2 separate regions of the Mus musculus genome follow, and region 2 is linked to region 1. The links are chromatin contacts, called in public HiChIP or PLAC-seq maps. All regions are on one chromosome and are shown on one strand. The core of a region is the stretch at or near the end of the contact, and the rest is flanking DNA. Distances in the headings are between cores, read along the strand shown. Region 1 overlaps Crocc2 (ciliary rootlet coiled-coil, rootletin family member 2). Region 2 holds the start of Thap4 (THAP domain containing 4).

Region 1 (4,898 bases), core at 1,666-4,165:
TCTTCTGAGAGACCAGCCAGTGCTCTTAACTGCTGAACCCTCTCTCCAGCTCCCATCTACCTTGTTTATAAGACAAGGTCACTCACTGGTCTGGATCCCCAAGATTAAGCTAGACTGGCTGATCTGTAACTTAACTAGAAGGGGTTCTCCAGGCTCTGCTGGCCCTGGGACTACACAGCGTATCACCATGCCCAGATTTTTTTAAAACATGAGTTCTGGGATTGAACTCAGATCATCCTGCCTGTTTGCTGAGCATTATGCCTACTGAGCTCTTTCTCCAGCTCATTCCTCTGCCTTGTGGTAGAGAAGAATCAGCCCGTGTGGCCTGAGTTGAAATAATTTTTGTCTTTTGCAGTGTGTCTTGTGTGGAAACCCTGTCTCCGTTGGGTCTTAGACTTCCAGGGATGTCCAGGCACCCATGTCTCTTGTGGGAAAGCATCACCTCTTTCCATTCTCAGGTCCCCCTCCCCTTATTCTTGCCACCATTCCTCCATTTTTGTTAAAGTATAATTAACATGCAGTGTGGGTAACAGGCAGACCAATGAGTTTGACAGTGGTGTGTGCACCTGGGATGAGAACATGGTTACCGGTCCAGAAGCCTCCCTCACAATCCACAGTGGGGCCCAAATGTCTAAGACCCCAGCAGCCTCTGTTCCAACATGGGGGACCCTACACTGGCTGGGCGGATAACTTGTACCAAGTTTCTCTATATATGTACTCTTTAAGACTCTTCGAGTAGTGTTGCGGCCGCCAGCAGCTCGCAACGTGAACGGTTCGACTGAGAAGGCCGCTCGAGCTGTAAGAGAGGAATCTAGACGGGGCGGAAGAAAAAATGTAGCCAAGACAGTTACTCTGATCAAGGCTCAAATTTTATTGTTGCGACACTAGTTATGAAGGAAGGGGGAGGGGACCCGATTCCCGCCGAATAATCTCTGGTCCAGTAGAAAGGTGCACGGGTGTGGCTCCGCAGGTTCCAGCAGTGGGCGTGGCAGAACGAATGAGCAGGAAGCTCCACCCCTGAGCAAGCAGGTTTCAGGCTGGGGGAGGGGAGACTACAGAGTAGTTACATGTACCATAACTTTTGGCTTTGGCACATAACTCCACATCACAGTGTGAATAAACACGACTACTTTCTCACACACCTATTGTTGGACACCTGTTCTGTTTCTGGCTTAGGCTGTAATACACAAAACTCGTGAAAGCCTTTGCACACCCATTTCTCACTATTCTTGAGCACATGCACACAAGTGAAATTATGACGGTCATTGGGAGGAGTGTGGTGAATTCTGTCATTCTGTCAGCTACTCCTCAGCCTCGAGTATTAGATATCATCTGTTTTAATTTTTAAGCAATCTTCTGCAGGATATTCTATGTATGGAGGTTTTGATTCGTGTTTCCAAGGTAATGAGTGGTCTCAGCACATTTTCATGCACCTGTTGAATCTGTGTCTTTTTCAGGCTTCTGTGTGTTTTCTGAACGTAAATTTTGTATCTTGGTTGTGTCTGTGTAGGAATCTCTCATATATATCAATACACTTTGTCAGATGTTCTGTGAATGTCTTTTCCAACTGGTATCTTGTCTTTCTGTTTTCTTAACAGTACTTTTTGCAAAATATACAACTTTAATTTTGTCAAATTTCTTTTACATTCTTAATCATTGTCTATGTTGCTGTGGTGGACTCATTAGTTTTGTTTGGTTTGCTTTGCTTTTGAGGCAGTAGCCTAGAACTCACGGTGTAGCCCACACTGGCCTCAAGCTTGTAGCAACCCTCCTGCCTTAACTTTCCCAGCTTCTGGGATTATATGCACTAAACAACCTTGCCAGACTTTTTAAAAAATCTTATGATCCATATTTCCTAGAACCTGTGGTTTACCTAGCCCAAGGACAAAGAGTTAGCCTTCCGTGTTTTCACGTGGCCTTAGCTGAGGTCTTCAGTCCATTTCATATCAATGTCACATGGATCTTTAAATATGTTACAACACAAGTCCTTTTGCTCATCTAAGATTCACTGAGTCAGACACTCGCCCAGAAAGACTTTGAGTCAGCCTCTGGGTGACTCCAATATCACCAGAGTGTGAAAATCACAGGTGTGCGGGATGGAGTGGTGCCGCAGACCCTCTGGATCCCTTTGTCTGTGTGGAACGGGTCTCTGGGGCAGGTGGGCAAAGTGTCAGAGGAAATGACAGACAGACCAACAGGAGAGATTGTGTAGAATCTGAATGTATTGTGTCAGGTCGAGCATCAAACTTTTTATACCAAAGGAATAACAAGAAACCAGGCAAAATACAATACACCAAGTTACAGTGACGCAATACAAAAGGAATGTATACATCAAAAGAAGGTGGGGACCAGGCTGCTGCCGCAAAAGAAGGGAGCCAGGTGCAAACTAGTCTATTGTAAAACCCACCACCAGGGGTTCTGCACTGGCAGATCTTATCATGAATACTGCAATACCCCAACACCTATTTCCTGGGTCTACAGAAGAATATACCAACTTGCTTTTAATATGCAATGTAGCCTGTACTGAAGATTTCTATCTCAGTAAGATTCCCTGGCTCTTTCTGCAGACCAGCTGAGCCACTGGCTCTGTCTATTGTAATGCTTAATTAGTAACTGAATAGGTAACTTCCTTTCTGCATTCCTGCCGGATTTCAAGCTCCGATTTCAAGCTTGCAGGCTACTGGGACCTTGGAACACTATAACAGAATTTAATCTTTAAAGGCATTTATAATAAAATATTAAAAGAGAGCTCGTAGATCCATACACCAGACTAACTCGGGAATAGAGTATGAGTATGAGAACACTAAAACTCCAGGAGGTGAGCTTCCTTGAAACTCTCTGCCTTGTAAGTGGCTTTAAGGCTTCACAGCCTGTCAAGCTGACTTGACTGGAGTGTGTGGCAGAGTGGAAATGCGCACTTGCTGTCTTTCAAGCCTGTCTTTACCTGTCCAGGCCCTGCTTCAAAGGCACTCTCATGTTTGGGCTGCCTTGCTGGATGAGTTACTTTCCAGGCACTGTGATAAAACAACTGACAGATTAAATGGTTTGAGTGAGGATATCCCCCCTTAGGCTCATATATTTGAATGCTTAGCCTCCAGTGAGTGGAGCTCTTTGAAAAGATTAGAAGGATTAGGAGGTGTAGCCTTCTTGGAGGAAGTGTGTTACTGGAAGTGGACCTCGAGGTCTCAAAAGTCCATACCAGGCAGCCTTCCCCACCCCTCTCTCTGTGGCACACGGTCCCTCTTTCCTCCCCTAGGTCACAAACAAGAAACAGGCCCTAGAGAAGCAGCTGGCACAGAGCCTGCAGGACCAGGAGGCCCAGATGGACATTCTGCAAGAAGCCCTCCATGAGAAGAACACACTGTCTGAGGAGCGGGCCCAACTACTGGCTAAGCAGGAAGCCTTGGAGAGACATAGCGAGCTTGTGACTAAGGAGGCAGCTGATCTGAGGTACCAGTGCAACCACTCACCAGGGCGCACTTCTCATGATCCTGCCCTCAGACAGCCCATGGTGTTATGACTGCAGAGGTACTATATAGGCACAGTGACATAGGGCAGGGTGTGTCTGCTGTGGGAATATGGTATGGGGTGTGTAGAGAAAAAACATTGTGCCTGTAAGGTGGTTCGGTATTAGATGAGGTGCCCTGGGGTCACCTTCCTGAAGACGGGGGACAACCCTGTCAAACCAGAAACCCAGAAACCCAGATCAGACCAGTAAAAGAAAGATACGCAATTTCTTCCTTAAGAATATGAGTTTGGGGTGGAGCTTCAGGTTGACTGTTTCCAGAGCTTCTACCACTTCAAGGACCCCTTTCCCTCTGCTGTGTGGCTCTGAGATTTCATTCCCAGGGAGACACCTAGAGGTAACAAGAGAGTCCATCTGAAATTTCTGTCTAGCAGATGTTTCCTAGCAGTCCTGGGAGCCAGAGGCATGTAGCTGTGCAATCTAGAGTAGGGTCCACCCATGGTCCGGACATGGAAGTAGGGGAATCCTCATAACCAACAGGGCAACAACCAAAACTGGAAATGTGCCCATGGAGGCGTAGCTTAGGCTGGTCCCATTGCCTCTGCAGAGACCCAAGGCTAGCTGGTGCCTTTTCTCCTCAAAGCCTTCTCAGTCCTGAAGGGCTTCCTGGAAGAGTCTCCTCTAGAACTCCAGATGCTAGGGCCGTGGGGAACTAGAAGGACCCAGACCTTCCACTGCTCATGACAGCCCTCTCTTAATAAAAGCTGGTGCACACATCCCAGAGGCAAATTTGGAGGAGGCTTCCCAGGTGAATGGGAGCAGAGGGGTCCTGGGTCCCGGAAACATATGAGCCTGGTCAGAGCCCTCCGAAGGTGGGATCCAGTCTTGACCTCTGGACCCAGAGGCATGGGTACATGGCAGCCCTGAAGACCCACCAGACAATGTGCCATGATGACCAGCAGAAGCCTTGGTGGCAGGGCTGCTGGGGGCATGCCTGATCCATACGTCTCTCCATTCACGGAGTGCTGACTGCTCTTAGACGGTGAGAGAGGCCAGGCTCCCACCCACACACTGTGCCGCAGCTGACCCACTCCCTGTGTGCCTTCACCTTGTGACACCAGGCTTCTGCACTTGCCTTCAACCACAGTGAGATGATGCTCTTGAGCCTCTGCGGGAAAAGGAGCTGGACAGACCCTCACGTTCCCTGGCTGTGAGCAGACCTCAGAGGCAAATCCAGACATACTCCTATGAGGAGGCTTCAGGGCCGCTCAAAGGAAGGGTGTTCACACATAACGGAGAAAAACTCCCTGGCAGAGGGCATGTTCGCTCACAAAACAGGGAATGTGTAGTGTTACAAAAGGAACATGGTATGGCATGGCAGACAGTGAGGTTTCTAGGGTGTGAAGCCTGGGCCCAGAGGACTTTTCCCTCA
Region 2 (4,898 bases), core at 1,316-3,815, 560 kb after region 1:
TGGCTAACATCTGCCTAGTTATAGAGTGAGTCCAAGGCCTGTCTGGCAGAGTTCAGTGTCATCGTTCAATACACATAAGGCCAGTCTCTTCTGAGATTTTTGTCTCAAAGCAAGACAAACAAAAGAAAAGAACAGAGCCGGGCGTGGTGGCGCACGCCTTTAATCCCAGCACTTGGGAGGCAAAGGCAGGTGGATCTCTGAGTTCGAGGCCAGCCTGGTCTACAAAGTGAGTTCCAGGACAGCCAGGGCCATACAGAGAAACCCTGTCTCGAAAAACCAAAAAAAAAAAAAAAAAAAAACCAAAAAAGAAAAGAAAAGAACAGAACAGAAAAAAGAGCAGGGAGCATGGCTCCCTGGTAGGAGTACTTTGTATGTCTCGCCTAGGTATTTCTCTTAGTAGGCAGCAAAACCTCCTTTAGGAGCCTGGGTAAACCTTTGGGAAGTTATGCTGAATGTGTCAGTCATAGGTTAGGGTGGTAGTGTAAACCTTTAATCCTAGCAGTTGGGAGGCAAAGGCAGGAGAGTTCAAGTCCAGCCTGTCTACAAATGAGTTCCAGAACAATCAGGGCTATGGAAAGGGACACTGACTCAAAAGAAAACAAACAAACAATCCAAGGCCAGGTGGTGGTGGCCCACCCCTTTAATTCCAGCACTTGGAAGGCAGAGGCAGGCAGATTTCTGAAAAGACCAGAACAAACAAACAAAAAACCCAGTTGTTCTTGGTGGCTCATGCCAGTATTTCCCGAGCTTGGGAGGCAGAGGAAGGACGTCTACAAGACCAGCAGACTAAAACAATGCGATGTAGGCCAACAAGGCAATTCAATGAGACATTGTCTCAAAACACACACACAGACACGTGCCTGTGCACACACACCAAAACACCCCAAAGACAAAAATGGTAAATTTTATGTAGTATTTTACGTCGTAAGAGGAAAACTGGGAAAAAAAAATTAGATGTTCAATAACATGCTTAGTAATTTCTTCCCTCATCTAATGAAGCTATTTAATGGTCACTTAAGGCAAGATTTGTGAGACCAAACTGACTACACATGGTAGGCTTTCTCAGGTGCTCAGAGCTCCACCTGAGCTTTTCCAGTCTCGAGGAACCTGCTGTGGACCAAGACTGGCCTTAATAGGATGGATCTGGACGTTGTAAGCAATGTGATCTTATAACCTTTATCAGTGTTTAGTGAGCTAGATTTCTGGAGTTTCCCCGCCCCAATTTGGGCACTGTCTACCCATATACCATGTTAGAACATGGGGAAGCCAACATCAGTCCTTGCAACACTGCCTCATTTTCAACTGTTAACAAAACTTCTGGGGCATGTTCTATGTGAAATTGTTACGGAAACATTCTGGTTGACTTGTAAGATTGTTTAACGTTACTAGGTTTTGTTTTGAACCAGGTCTTAAGGACTGGAGACTTAATGTAACCCTGTGAACTTTCAACAGATACGTGCCATTCCCATCTTTAAATTTTAACACCAAGTACTAAGAGGTGGCAGGATGTGCGAAGTGACTTCCAAGGCAGAGTCCCTTCGCTCGCTGTTCACTCCTGTTGGAAATCACAGGAGAGGACCAACTGAGGGAGTCTCGAAAGCCTTTGGAAGGCGCGGCCCGCACAAGGGCCACCGAGAACCCCCTGGAAAGCCCTTTCCACGGTCATCCCCCGGGCCTCTGCCAGAGTGCAGGATGCGGGAGGTGATCGGTGCCAGTGCCTGGGCCGCAGGACCCCATAGGAAGGCGATGAGGGCTATGGATGCAGGAAGTAGAGCTGCGTGCGCCGGGCCGCACTCCTGCCACACACCTCCGGGCGGGCTTGCCCCGCCGAGGCAAGAGTGGAGAACTGCCCGAAAGCAAAGATCAGGATTAACCTGAGAAGGCGCCCTTGCAGAATACTCCTGAAATTGGCAGGGCCAGCCCAAATCAGTGCGACGCCCGTTGGTGGAGGTGGCGGAGGGGGCCTCCGGCCGCTCTGCCCGAGGCATGGCCGTGCTGGTCCCCAAAGCCGGCGGTCCAAGCCAAGGTCATAAAGCTCCACGACCCGTCCACCTCCCACAGTTACCCTCGGTTAGCCGGCCCCCCACTCCCGGTCCCCGGAGCTCGGCCCGCCGCGCGGCCTCAGTTTCCCCGCGGGCCCCGGCCAGGGCGGGGGCGTGGCGGACCCGGAGGCGGGCCGCGTACCTGTGGAAGGAGACAGCGCGTTTCTCGCCCTTGCCCTGCCTGTTGGAACAGTTCACGGCCGCGCAGCAGATCACCATTGCGGGCCTCGGTCGTGAGCGCCGCCAGGCTCCGATCCTTGCCGCCCGCCCGCTGGCCCGACCCGCCCCGAGGGAGCGCGGCGACACAGCTCGGGACGTGGGCCGCGGCCGAGCCGTACGGCAAGATGGCTGCGCGCTGCCGCCCGCACCACGCTGCGCTCGGACTGCCCGGCCACGGCGCCGGCGTCGCGGCCGCAGCGGGCGGTGAGTCCGTACCGAGACATGCGCGGGTGGCTGTCTGTACGGAAAGATGGCGGCGCCGGAGGAGCGCAGCTCGGGCCGGCTCCCGGGTGTTCCGAAGCGGCGGCGCGGGCCGGGGGCGGGGCGGCCGCGTCCGGTTAGGAACCACACGCGCCGAGGCCCCACCCCCCGCGTGCCCACCGCCGTACGGCGAGATGGCGACGCCCGCGCTTCCGCTGCGCCGCGCTTGGCTGCCGCGGCTTCCCGTCGCCGTGTCGCGCAGTAGTCCGTCGGAGCGACGGCACGGTCAGTCGGCAGCCGGACAGGGAAGATGGACGCAGGTAAGGAGGGCGGACGCCTGCCCTGTCGCGGGCGGGCTCCCGTGGCCGCCCGCTGGGGCGGAGGCCGGTGTGTTGGGCTGGGCGGGCCGCGCCTCCCCGCAGCGCTCAGTACCGGGTTCGCGGGGCCACTCGTCAGCGCCTCGGCCTCCGGCGCTCGGCCGCGGCCCTCGGGGAGCGTCCCAGCCTGTGGGCTCGCGGCTGCGGGCGTGAGGGCAGGGAGTCTGAGGGACGCATCAGGACGCGGGCACCCTGGTGCCCGGAGAGGACCGGTGCGCCGCGAGGGTGGGCCTTGCGGTGTCCATTGAAGAGCCGACCTCTTTAACTTCTGTCAAGTTGTTGGCCGCTGGTCCAGCTACCACAACATGCACATCTTTTGTCTTTGAAGTTCAATAACCTGTGTAGGTGAGCCCCGCTCCTGTTCTGACAGCGGATCAGTCACATGCTACTTTGACTTCTTGAGGTCCTAATACTGGGTTAAGTGTGGGTGGGTTTTGTTTGTTTGTTTGTTTGTTTGTTTTTAACTGACTCTTGCTTCTGAAGCTGGAGAGTGCGGTTCTTTGTTTATGTTGGCCAGAAGTCTTGGAGATGCAAATCTATCAAATAAGTTGTTTGCTAATAGCCCTAAAAATACCCACCCCACCCCATTCCACCCCACCCCACCCCCAACAGAGGTTCTCTCATTCCCTCAGCAGCGTTAGCGGGTTTTTTTTTTTTTTTTTGGTTTTCTTTTTCTTTTTTCCTTTTTTTAATTTAAGAGCGACCTGCCTTCAAGAATCCACTCCTTTGTGAAGGAGTCCTGCTACCTGATTTCATTGTACTTTTCTTGAATGGCGTTGCTTTTGATGGTTTTCTTCTGACAGCTGTGTTAGAGAAGTAGTCGGCTCTTACTTGGGAGTAATGCCTACAGTTAATACACATTTCAGCAGTTTATGGCATCCGTAGCTGGAGGAAGCAGGAACGTTGACTCCCCAAGATGCATGAGCCAGGTGTATATTTTTTTAAGATAATTCATTTTTTTTTTTTTTTTAGAATGAATAACTGAAGCTGTCACACCACAGTGCCTCTTGGAGGTGTGGAATGGGATAATACATTGAATTACTTAATTATCCTCTCCCCCACTTTTTTTTTTAAAGACAAGGCCTCACTGTTTAGTCTTGTCTAATATGTAGACCATGCTGACCCAAGACTCACAGAAATATATCTGCTTGCTTGTACATCCCCAATGCTGAAATTAAGTGGGTGTTTAATGCTGCTGTGAGATCAAACTCAAAAGACATCTGTGTTTGAAGACTTGTGTTAATGGTGATAAAACACTTTTTTTTAAATACAGTATGATGGTGCAATTTTTCTCCTGATATAATTCTGGGTGGCATTTTATGATCTACCTTCTGATCTCCCACCACCCTTGTAATGTTGCTTCTGGTTATTCTTATAATTGTGTGTGCTGTGTTTGTGTGTTTTCTCTCTCTTTCTCTCTCAGCAGTATCTCTCCACAAAACCCTCACTGTACTAGAACTCAGGATGTAGATCAGGCTGGCCTTGAAGTGCTGGACTTAAAAAGTGTGAGCCATCCTGCCCTACCTACCTTGATCTTTTTATAAACTACATTTGTTATTGGGTATCAGGAGTTTCAATCTAGACATTGGACTAGAAAAATGGACAAAGGAAAAGAAATGCTGTCTGAGGCCCCTGACATTCTCTACAGGAGACCAGAAGTATATAGGCCTGGATGGTGCTTATATGGGAGAGTGATGTGGGCTAGGTTATAGGTGACTGGAACTGTAGCAGGATGGACAAAAACAAATCTCACTTTGGAAGCATATTTAAAGGTTTTTTTGGATAATTCATTATTTTCCCCTTCCCCTACTCCCCTCCATCCCATCTTAAGTACACCTACCCCATGCTCTGTGAAAGTACATTCTTGTCGAGACTAAACCAAAAACTAAACCAAAAACAAAGTGGCATGGAGGTTCATGCCCCAGGAGTTCAGTGAGCTGGAGGACTGGAGAGATGGTTCAGTGGTTAGAGAACTAACTTACTGGTCTTCTAGAAGACCAGTTCAGTTCCTAGTACCTATGTTAGGTAGCCCATAATCCCCGGGACTCTAGTCCAGGGG

Evidence for each region. HiChIP or PLAC-seq counts read pairs in DNA pulled down with a chosen protein or histone mark.
Region 2: a contact with region 1 is called in an H3K27ac HiChIP or PLAC-seq map of embryonic stem cells, with 6 times the contacts expected there. The contact joins the promoter of Thap4 here to the enhancer-like site in region 1. A contact is called at or near these places in 1 of 39 promoter capture datasets (pre-B cells), 2 of 115 datasets of contacts at active chromatin or transcription factors (embryonic stem cells and pro-B cells) and 2 of 9 other capture datasets (embryonic stem cells and liver).

What each region holds. Positions count from the first base shown.
Region 1 is chr1:93,195,211-93,200,108 of GRCm38.p6, forward strand. It overlaps Crocc2 (ciliary rootlet coiled-coil, rootletin family member 2), which reads left to right. Exons shown (of 32, transcript NM_001310428.1): 16 at 3,257-3,450. Among named protein-coding and RNA genes, the nearest start is that of Crocc2, 29 kb to the left of the region's middle. Within about 2 kb of position 2,916, at least 8 of the 459 cell types and tissues checked have an H3K27ac peak or open chromatin away from gene starts, as enhancers often do. A contact at or near this core is called in embryonic stem cells, where this site is marked.
Region 2 is chr1:93,752,273-93,757,170 of GRCm38.p6, forward strand. Thap4 (THAP domain containing 4) reads right to left here and starts at 2,566. Exons shown (of 6, transcript NM_025920.3): 1 at 2,185-2,566. The coding sequence starts at 2,261. It overlaps Atg4b (autophagy related 4B, cysteine peptidase), which reads left to right and starts at 2,633. Exons shown (of 13, transcript NM_174874.4): 1 at 2,633-2,782. The coding sequence starts at 2,773.